Linked DNA regions of Columba livia: region 2 is linked to region 1. The links are chromatin contacts, called in public Hi-C maps. All regions are on one chromosome and are shown on one strand. The core of a region is the stretch at or near the end of the contact, and the rest is flanking DNA. Distances in the headings are between cores, read along the strand shown. Region 1 overlaps SEMA5B (semaphorin 5B). Region 2 overlaps SEMA5B (semaphorin 5B).

Evidence for each region. A called contact is a pair of places that touch in the nucleus more often than the background predicts.
Region 2: a Hi-C map of crop shows a contact between it and region 1, with 2.4 times the contacts expected there. The contact joins two enhancer-like sites. A contact is called at or near these places in 2 of 2 Hi-C or Micro-C datasets (crop and liver).

Annotation. Positions count from the first base shown.
Region 1 is chr7:11,839,143-11,844,899 of bColLiv1.pat.W.v2, reverse strand. All of the region lies in intron 1 of SEMA5B (semaphorin 5B), which reads right to left. Among named protein-coding and RNA genes, the nearest start is that of SEMA5B, 11 kb to the right of the region's middle. Within about 2 kb of position 3,214, at least 1 of the 3 cell types and tissues checked has an H3K27ac peak away from gene starts, as active enhancers do.
Region 2 is chr7:11,918,932-11,924,688 of bColLiv1.pat.W.v2, reverse strand. All of the region lies in intron 4 of SEMA5B (semaphorin 5B), which reads right to left. Among named protein-coding and RNA genes, the nearest start is that of SEMA5B, 90 kb to the right of the region's middle. Within about 2 kb of position 3,513, at least 2 of the 3 cell types and tissues checked have an H3K27ac peak away from gene starts, as active enhancers do.

The DNA.
Region 1 (5,757 bases), core at 1,965-4,464:
TCTCTAAGTGTCCTGACTGTCATCTGCTTTGAGCTTTCAGGAGCACTGAGACCAGAAATGCACAACCAGACATCCAAAAATGAAGGCTGTACCTCATTAGCCTGTATAAAAAGCCATGTCTTCTGCTGTTCTACACAAGCAGCATACAACCACACACATCTTAGTACAGCTACGCCTATTAATGCAATATGGGGATGTTGCGTATTGGCCTTAATCTCCCTCTGCTTTATTTTATCCTCCTCTAAACTGGAAATAAATAATACCCACACAGCATGCAAAGCACTTTGTAATCCCCAAATGAAGGGTTCCGTAGGTGTGAAGTATTCATAAGATGTATTTATTTTCAAACTGCAAAAAAGCTTGCTGCTGCGTTCCCTGGCTGTATTTAGCAGACCTCTCTGCTGTGCAGATCTGAAGCAGACATTAGGGAAAGGAATGCTGTGATAATCAACTCCAAATCCCGCAATCTATTTGTTCTACTAATTAAAGGAATATTTACTCAGGAAGCAGGTTTATACTAGATGAATAGTTTCTAAGAACAAATATGATTTAATTACGTGTAGATGCAAGAAGCATACTACATATTAAGTAGATTAATGTATGCTCACTAAAATTACAGGCAAAATTGGTGCTTGGCTATTAATCTTCTATGTTGGAGAAAAGAAAGGGTAAGAAAGAGTTCACAGAGCTGTCTGCTTTAGAAGCTTATTTAAAAGTGATCTGCATTAATTTCAGAAAGAATCAGAATAACTCCTTTGCATAAGATAACTTCATTTACTCACCACATTTTAAAAATAAATTGTATTCTAGAATAAAAGAACAGATTTTATGGAATTAAGTACCAGAGCAAGAAAGAAGTGAAGCAGCTTGAGCAAGGAACAAAGCAGGTTTTTAAACAACAACATGATGTGTGAGTGAGGACGACCAGGTTAAAGAAGCACCACAAAGCAGAGTTACAAGGAGAGCCCTTTCAGGGGCCAGGGCTGAAGAGTGTTTGATGATACTTGAACCTGTAGCACATTCAGCCTCTATTCCCGCATTCTATAGTGAACACCAGCCATGGAGTGACTATAGGAAAGCAAGAGGCAAACTACAACATGAGTTGTGTGGAAGAGTCTCTCTACCAACAGCTGTTTCCTTTAATAAACAGGACAGACTGCCAGTCTCCAGAAGGTGACAAACGCTTGAGCACAACTCTGCAGAGAAGGTGCTGGTGGGGCTTCACACAGCAAGATGGCAACTTTGAACTGAATCCACGGATTATTGTGTACCGAGTGTATTGCTTTAGTTATTGAAAGAGCTGATAGAGAAAAGCAAGAAAACATTTCGGTATCAAAGTTATTTGTCAGAATTGTTCATTTGATGACACTGTGGACTTTTAAAAAACATCTTTTTAACAGTTACCATTAGTATTCATAAGGTATCCATCAGCAGCATTTGGCCTTGCTTTATAGGAAAAAATAATTTCCCAGAAAGGGCAGGGACTATTTCAAGGCCCTTCTGCTTTAACATAAAGAATTCATCATACTTCTGCTGTCAAACAAGAAAAAGCAACTGACTGCAGGGCTCTCATTCACTGCCTCCCTCTACGGGCTTAGGCAAGGACCCCAACTTCTCTTTACCTCAGCTTATTCCCTGGCAAAACAGAATTTTTTTCACTTAGGAATCATAAAGGATGATGCAATGGGTTTGATATATTACAGCTGGATAAGGCACAAAGAAACATGACAACTTTCCTGTCCTCTACATGTGCTACTAAATATAGAGGAGCAACACGGTTCTAGTTGATTCTTGTCTTTCTTCTTACTGCTGCCTTTCATTTTCTGCAGAAGCTTTCTCCTTTTTCAATATGCTTAAAAAACATTAAAAATTTACTGACATCCCACCACGCTTTAATATGCTGTTACCACCTGGTTTCATATCAACCAGAAAGCTGGCTTTTCCCATTTGCTTCTGTGTTTGCAAGTATGTAAAAGACTGAAGTTCTTGAAGATACAGCCTACAAGTAAAGTTCTTAGGAATCTTGTTGACATGGAATATATCTAGTCTTGTGGGTGAAAATTCAGAGGTGAATATATTTTAAGCAAATCTCCAGCCCCTACCAAGATTTAGCTATTGCGGAGTTCAGCTGAGCCTGTGTTCAGCTGAATGCTGATGGTATAGTTGATGCCCAGGTTGGGGAATGGACTAGATAATGTGTCAAGATTTGTTCTAGGAAGTCTGGCTACTGATATATTAAATTAGTGTCTGGCTGTTTATCAGATGCAGCTCAATATTTCATTACAAAGTTTAAATCTCAGCTCTTAAAAAAAAATACAAGCCAGAAATCTAGAAGTATATGGGAGAAAGGAAACACAACCTTTGAAACCCTCTGTGAAACAGAGGGGCCAGCAAAATACAAAGAGCTTTGTAGCATTTTGGAAATTAATAGCAGCCCGTTTTTATCAAATAAATGCTGTTGTAGCTGAAACAACACAGATTGCAGACACATTTGTAGCTTTCTGTCTTACAGAGAAGCCAAAGTTTTCGGGGAAAGATCTTCCTACATCAATCTGCTTTGAAGTGCTTCCTACAATCATGATAATCTGTTCCAGAAACTGGTCATAATAGAAAACACCATTTCAAAGCAGTCTACAAAGCACATTTCCAAAAACGCTTTCAGTTATACCTCAATTACAAATATGCCACTGAGCCACTTACTTTTTCATCTAGGAGGGTTGGCTGTGATAAGCACACATTTTTCCTGATCTCCTGCCTTTTAATCATGTCTATCAAGTCATTGTAACTGACAGACATGTTAGTTCTGCTATTCAAAACAAATAAGAGATGCCTAAATTACACTGCTGCATTTTAAAGAGGTACTGTCAGGTTGAAAACCTGGGGCCAACTCCCGCAGCCCAGACTCAGGTAATCTGCCAATTTCAAAAGCAAATCGTCCTTGGATAAAAACTGCAAGACATGAACTTTTGGGGGTTTTGTTTGCTTGTTTTTAATGAAAAATCCAATTTTAGCTTACATAAATGGAACTTTTGCTACTGGTGTCCCTTGGTACAGGATCAGGCCCTTATCTCTTCTGGAAATATCTTAGAGCATTAGAACTGCAGACATCAGATTATTTCCAATCCTTTATACTATTAATTCAAACCCCCGATTCTACCAGGTAGAAGTCTGCCATGCAAATAATCCCACTGGCTCAGGTCCTTGCGATAACTTCACTGGAGCACTTCAGTAGTTCATTTGGTCTATTTGTGGAGAAAAGTCTTACTCGAGCCAAGTAAAAACTTCAGAGGTTTGGGTTTTTTTTCCTTCCTGAGTTGAATCAGCTTGAGAAAGGAAAAAAAAGGCAAGCCTCATTATTTTATTTCTGTTTCTAATCAATTGCATCTGCAGCCCATGCTCAAACATTTGGGAAGCCTAAAATTCACTAGAAATAGCGATCTTGTTGTTTGGGCTTTTTAAAAAAATTAAACTTGAAATGTTCCTCTTGATGCTGGGTTTTGAAACAATACAATCTTGCAGACCTAATTCTGGAAAAATACCATCCCTATGCAACCTTTTCCCATAGGTACAAACTTGTCTTTGAGCTTTGGGCCTCATAGTTCTAGTCCTCAGTCAAGGAAAACCGCAGCTCTTCAATGAGGCTGCACTAGTGTACCTGTGAGTAGAATTAGGCTCTTGCACTTTTCACGGACGTCCAAGTCCTTTGAGAGCTTTGTAAATGGATAGCAGAGTAGGCTGCCAGAAAACAAAGAGTTTTCATTAAATGATAACATCTTTCCAAACTAAAAACAGAAATGGTATTACTTATGGGAAGGTTCTAGTCCTCCCAGACCACAAGTATCACAGTTAAGGTTAGTGCAGCCCAACCATACACTAGTATAACGTTTGGAAATAGTTTAAGAGTGCTTGCCTTCTGTTAGCAATCAAGAACTCAGGCCGGTAAATTCTCACCCACAGGTCATTTCAGTGAAATGAGTAACACTTCATGCATTTCTACAGATTACAAAAGTGAGTTTTATTCTACAAACTCAGATCTTACACTTGCAAGAACAGAATGGTTTCCGCACCAGAAATTCAACCTGAACTCTGCCCTTAGTTTAAAGTGTCTCTTTTCTCTTTGCCAACATCGCAGATCTCCTGAGCGAAAGACAGTCTGGTTGTGCCCAGGTAAAGCAGAGACAGATGTTTTGACATTTCCCTGCAGAGAGCTCCTCTGATCCAGCGCTGCTCTGATTTCCAAGCAGTGCTGCTGCAGTCCCTGCCCACCTCCCAGCCGCCCTCCTCTGCCACTACAAACCTGCTGTTGCCTTTTGCCACTACAGCTACTACAGTTCTTCACCAGGCACATATCGCACCAGGTTCTGCATGTCAAGAGCTTCCTATACCACTATCCCTATTTTCTGCCTTATGACTTTATAGTCCTTCCCTCCTGCTATCTATCCACTCAGTTCTGCTCTGCAATCTCTGCTGTTCCAGTTCTCCCAAACCTTTGCAGCTGTCAGCGTTACTGTCTTCTTTAGCCAGTAGCATCCTTAGGAAGCATGCAGAGAACAGCCATCAGGCAATAAGGACTGAAAAAAACACAGAAGAATCCAGTACCATACTGAAATATCACAGAGAAATTAAGAGATGACCTGACTGCAGTTCACAAGTATTTCCACAGCAAGAAAAAGTGATGCTCTAAAGATGAGAGTGTAAGAGAACCAAGAACCTGGTAACTGAGAAACTAAGAGGCAACATAATCACAAAGGCTGCTGAATTTTAAACACCTAACCAAGATGTTTTCTTCCTTCAGAAATATTTAAACCGAAATTGAATGCTTGTTTAGAATACTTGACCAGCTCAAACATGAATCAGCTCAGGGAAATTCTGTGCCTTCAGGGAAGACAGACAAAATGACTGAAAGCACCTTTCTGGAGTTAGCATCCATCACTGTGGGAGGAGGGACTAGAGGGGGAAGAATCCCATGAATCAAAACTAAAATGCTAACCAAAGGGTGAAATGCTAAAAACGCAGTTCACATATATTCTCTCACAAGTTAATGCACTTCATTTAAGACCAAGTAACCACAGAAAAGCCTGCTTCCCTAAAGTACATCAGCTGCAAATCTGCCAATGAGTTTTCAATGAAAAATTACATTTAGGTTTGTCAGCCTTGATACACTTAGTCTTTATGAAACTAGGAATGAAATATAACGTTGGGAGTAATCTTATCCAGTCGTCTTAACTAATTTACCATTTTGGATGCCTTAGCTTATGAACTTTACAGAGAGATTCTTGGCAAAGAAGGATGGCATTGTAACTTCAACCTTCTTAAATTAACTCACACCAGCTATTCTCAGTAGTACCATCATTATCTGTGAATCTGTGCTCAAATGAAGAATCAATAAATAAATATGAGAAGAAATTTAGGGAAAAAACGAAGTGCTATTAGCATTCCAGGAGTATAATAAACTCATAATTCTCCGAGGCAAAGCAGTGAAGCCTGGATTTGCAAAGCAACCATAGACAAGGAGATGCACAAAGCTCATTCCAAATATAAGTTGGTTTAATATTTCAAAGACCTGTTAGAAGGAATACACAGCATTAGCAATATCATGGTTTGTATTCCTGATGTACAGTCCTAGACAAATACAGAAGGTATCTAGTAAATTACTCTCTCAGGAACAATTTCTGTTGGTTAAGGGGGGAAAACATTAAATTTTAAAGATGTTAATCATTTGCTTTTGTTTTAATTCAGTCTATATAGATGCAGGTC
Region 2 (5,757 bases), core at 2,264-4,763, 79 kb before region 1:
ACGTAAAGCTGTAACAAACATTTAATTTTAGCTGATGTGAAAGAGAATTACTCTGTGCACTCTGCACTGCCAGTTCCTACTGCAGCTGCTCAAAAGAGGTGAGTTTGGAGGGTTATTAATTCCCATATTAGTGGTCAGCCTCCCCCTCTTTGCTGAAATACAGGCTCCCAAGTGTGTTTCAGTCTTACTTTCCCACATCTTTCAATTCTCCCATTATAAGCAGATAAGGTCATTATTTGGCTGAAAAGGACCTCAACCCAACACAGGCTCACAATACTTTATCTAGCTTTATGATTCGACAACACACTTTTCCTTCTGTGTAAAAAAAGCTTGTTCGAAAAAAGAAAGTAATTAAAAATGTATAGCAAGTTCCAGGGAAACTGCTGAAATGCCTACTGCCTGTGTTTACTGTTTGTGCTAAACCCGTTAGCAGCCACAGGAGGGAAAGACTCGGATATGATTTTTAAACGAGGATAGTGAAAAACATTTCACTCTCCACCAGAGCTGATTTGAAAGGATTATTCCTCTGCTACACTTGGAGAGGGCAATGCTGCCAGATGTCATGAATCTAAAAGCACTGTGTGCAAAACATCAGGCAACATATGAAATCCCATGTACCTTACATACCCTGCAGCCTGTTTCTGTACCTTTGCTGAGGTTTGGGCACCAAGCTCAGGGGTACTGCTGGAGCAACCCCCCAAAATTCCAGAGAGATTTGACTCTGCTTGAACGGGAGCAAAGCAGTAGTTATTCCACCAAAAACTGAAGTTTAGCTCATTTATGCTGACTCAGTTTCTAACTCCACTATCTACAGACTGGAAGAGGCTAAAAAAGGGCTATTTTTACATGCTTTACTAAATGTAAGACATGTGATTGGAACGTAGGCAGAGATTCATCTCATCCTGCTTTTTTCACCTGAAAGCCGGGCTAGGCGAGGCAGCGAGGCGCGTGGTTTGACAGCGGGAGGAGATCAGTGTTCCCAAAGGTCAGCGCTTGTCGCCTGTGGGAACATCTTTCTCATGAGTCACTCTCGGGAGATGCTCGTCTCCTTCCTCCACCATACAGCAAAACTGGATTATGATAGATTGTCCCAACAAGCTGTAACAAAGTAACCTGATAGTTATGCAAAATCCTGATCCTCCTTCTTTCCTCCCCTAGCGGTTTTGTGCCAGCATGAACCCGCTGACTTTTGCAAGGTTATTCAGACTCCGATCCATCTAATCATAATTCCGACTCCAAAGTGGTGTTCTTCTGGACTGAAAGCTGCTGAGGGCACTGAATTCAATTTTCCTAACTTCTTCAGAAAAAGTGCCTGAAAGGTAAAAGACTTACAGATCATCCTTTATATAAGGCCTTTCGTTTTTTTCATCCAGGTTTTGTCTCAACAGCAAGCTCTCACAACAAATTTGGTGTGACACAAGACAACTCTACCACAGAACAACTGAGAAATATAAATTGCTGTAAAAGCCCCTCACCACAGGATGAATGGCCCTGGATATGAAGCAAAGGCAGATAATGTTCACACTTCAATGCATTACTTCCAGTGAATTTTGCTGAAGTTTTTGAGGATTATTAAGCTGCCTGCTTCTCTTTCAGACTTTAACAGTGTCAAGGCTGTATACAGAGAGGCGTATGGAAACACTATCTGATCTAAAAGTAGAAACAAAAGACCTTATTTCTCTTTATCTGCTGAAGAATCCAGTAAGCCTCTTGGGCACAAAGTTGAAACCACAGTAAGGACTGTAAAACCCTTCCTGGAGTTGAAGGATCAGAAAGAAAGCAAGAAACATGAGGAAAACAAGTTGTTAAATAGAGTATACTTGAAGAGAGCCTTAATCAAAGGTGATAAACTGTGTATGTCCCTCAGCAGACATTCCAGCACTCACTTAGAACAGGGACTGAGAATTGGGGCTGTTCCTGTTCTTGACTCAACTGGGGCTGCGTTTCCACCCCTGGATACCTCTGTCTTCCCTACCTGCAAAATGGTGATGACTCCTTATTAATAAAATCTAGTAGATGAGAGATAAGTCTTATTAGGAGGCCACATCCTATGTGTCTTCGGGCAGGCAATACCCCAGGGAAATCAGTGTGGGATTTCCCAGCCCAAGGGTTAGAGGACAGAGCCCAGAGCTGTGGGACAAAGCCTGTATAAGGCAGAAGAGATGACCAAGTGCCGTGCCCTTCACATATTTCCAGAGTGGTGCAAAGTAATTCCCAAGCTTGTTGTTGCAAAGCGAAGCTGAGATATATTGCTCCTTTACAAACACAGACGTTTCATCAGAGGACATCAAGACATGTTCTGCCTTTGTTTTGCCTTTCATAACTAAAAAAGACATCCCACAAAATAAACAAAATCCCTTGTTTCATTACCTCCAAACACGCTGCCAGGAGCCAGCCCCTGCAGCAGCCATCATCCTGCTCCCATCTGGTAAATGTCCTCTCCTCCCTTTCCCCCGCTCCCCCTTTTCTACCTGGGGAATTCAGCTGCTTCCAGAAAAAACTTGAAGAGAGAAAAAAGGAATAAAAAAGTTGGCCTGCATGGCCCACAAATAAGAACTGAAAAAAAGTGAAACCGTATGCCTTGTCCCCGGTGGCTCTGGGACTTGGAGCCAAACCAAGGCCATGAAAACAGAATATTGCTCTTTGTTAACCATAAATAAATAAATAAATAAATAAAGGACTACTCGCTCTTGCCTCTTGGGATGTGTTTTCTAAGGAGGAAGAAATGCCCTGTGGAGTTTATTATGTGTAGACGGGAAGTGTGCCTCCTAGGGAAAAGCAACAGAGGTAGTTTTTCCCTTGCTGATTTCTTTCCCGCCTTCCCATCACTCCTTTATTCATTTTGCAAGTCTCCCTCCCCTCCCTTCTGCAATAAGTGAAGCCACACAAAGGAACATGCAGGTAATTCAGCCACTCAGAACTACACAGCATCTCCTCTCCTATATAAACGATCAGTGTGTGGCCTGGGTTTCATTTGCAACTGTAAATGAAACAGGCCTACAACTGTGTTCATAATCCTCCTTAATTGAATTTCTGTGACAAAACCCAGACAAAATTATTACCCTCAAGTTAACAGTTTGCGCGGAGTAGCCAAGGGTTCCTGGGAAGCTTTAAAACAAATGCAGGACAAAACTGGATACCACAAAGCGGTTATTTGGTGTTGGTACCATTTGTTTGAATGGGGGGAGGTTTCCCTGGAGGAACAAGGCCATTTTAATATGAGGGACAGCCTAGAAATTCAACAAAGGCCAGAAAAAATGAGAATTAAATAAGCAGTAGAAGAGCTTGGATGTAAACCAGTACATGCTGCTCACACCACAGCTACTGGAAGGAGGTGTTGGGCTGTCCTGCCTTTTGAAAGAGCAGCTCCATTCACAACTTGGTGTGGGTAATTGAGAGAGATTCACAAATCCAGAAGGACTTGAAACAACTGTTTGGTTTGTGCTGAAGTTCACGCTCCTTTAAAGCCCACCATGTAATCATTTCCTTAACTCAATCACCAGTTATATGGTAAATACGCAGAGCATTAGTAATAATGCCAGGCCGCTGACAAAATATCAAGACTTATTTTTAAAATGTGAGAACCACTGCTAAATGGAAGCAAGGATGTAAAATGGGCACTGCCTTGAAGGGCACTCCCACTGCTTGCAGAAGATGAAAATTAAAGCCTTTCCTATGACCAAAATTTAGTGTTTGTTATTCTTTCAGATGATACAGATGTTTTCTTGAAGGATTGGGCGAAGCTGGTATGAACAGAGATGTCTGTTTGCAACAGATAATTCTGTGCATCATACGCCATGTACTTGGACAGACACCCTATTTTTACCCCAAAGCACCATGTTTTCGTCATCTCTGTATCAGATGGTAACTACAGCAAACTAGCAAAGTTATTAGGGATCAAAGCAGACCCTTTATGCTTCAGTTTACACAGAGCTGATCAGAGCAGTGAAAACCACGTCACCCCAAGGCAATGCCTGCCTGGGTTACACCCCCCATGCTCATAGAAGTTCATATCCTTTGCCATTTCAGCAGAAGGCAAGGCTATGAGGGAACGGGGAAGGTTGAGGTAATGGAAAGAGAAACGCTGTAGTTCTTCAGTGTGCGCTCATGTCCTGTGTGTCATGCAGACCACTCGCAGGCAGAGGGGTGATGGAAATTTAGGGGCAGAGGATGCTGGTGTGGCCTTATATGAAAATTCCCTCTAATGTAATTATGCAGCATGGAAGTAAAATACTGCTAGAAGCAATTAAATGAGCAATGCTGTTCAGAGAGCAGACCTCATTAGCACAGACCTCCGTGCTGCTGCAGGACAGAGTGCCCCTGTCCCCACCCTCACTTGCAAGGTGAAGCTGGAGTAATGAGGGACCTCAGAAGAGTTTCCAGGAGACATTTCCTCTCCCAGGGTTTCAGTGGGTAACAACCAGGTGCTACCGCCTTCCTCAACATCTCTGCTGCAACATGTTTCAGCAGTTGCATTAACACCTGGTTTTGAGAAATTGCTCGTTAGCCCTTGGGTCCTGTGCCACTTCAAGTAACATTTTAAGAACACGTTTTTATAGCTTGTGTGTTCTGTTTTTCCTCAGGCCATAAGTCAAATGCACTGAACAACACCAGGGGCAAAGTGAGACAGAAATAAATAGATGGGTATGCACATGCCTGCAACCCCCCACATACACACACACACATGATCAGGGCCAGAGATCAATGTCTTCAGGAAAAGGCATGCAGGGCTAAATTCATCACAGTGCATTGTCACTGGTGGCAAATGAAAGGAAAAGGAACATTTAAAAGGGTGATGAAATGTTTCAAGAAAAAGCAATATTTTTAATGTACTTGTAAAATCCATTGGCAATGACTTTTCTGGTTAATTGGTTTCATCTTATTAAACTAAAACCCCATTTTTAAAATACAGACATATTCAAGCATAAGTCCAATTTCTTCAGCAAAAACCAATACGCCATTTCAAAGAAGAAAATTAAGCAACATAAACCATTTCCATTAGCCTGAAAGTACAGCACTTGGTATGGGAAAGATAAATGGAACTGTGTGCTTGTCTTTTCTAAAATGTACTTTGGAAAAATCATGTTGCTAATTTACCCCAAAACTGCAGCCCCCTTCTTCCCAGGCCCTGTGAAAATGGATTAATATTTTGGGCCAATTATGCAGTGATTTATAAACCAGCCTTCTGCTATTTTTCCCTGCACTTGTCATGTTCAACTGCTTCCCCCTTATCAGACCATTCTCCTTCTCATTAAGTAGTCCCTCTGTCTCACTTGCCAAAGAACTGCCAATGGGCCCCTCATTTTACAGAAGAATAGACCCGGCCTTACCAATGGGAAAGGGCCTCTGATGTACCATGGACACAGCACAGTGAAGCGTGGTAATTTGCCTGTGTTAATGATGATACTTCACAATGATCAGGAAAACAAAAATCTTTAATACCTAAATGACATCCAGTCCTTTGGCAGCCTGTTGAATTCAAAACTGGTGGAAGCAAAACTCAGTGTCCCTTAAGAGATGAGCTAAAAGTGGCTGCAATTCCTAATCTGTATGGAATCACTAAAATGGGTTATTTGATGCTCAGAACAGGACAGAAAAAAAAACAATCCCAGTGTTTCAAAACATTTTAGCAGCTTAAAAGCAATGAATATTCGGGGAAAAATTAATGAACATAAAAGCAAACATTTTTTTGGACATACTATACACATGCATGATTCTCAGCTCCCATTACTCTGCTCTGTGTGAGGGATTTTGTGC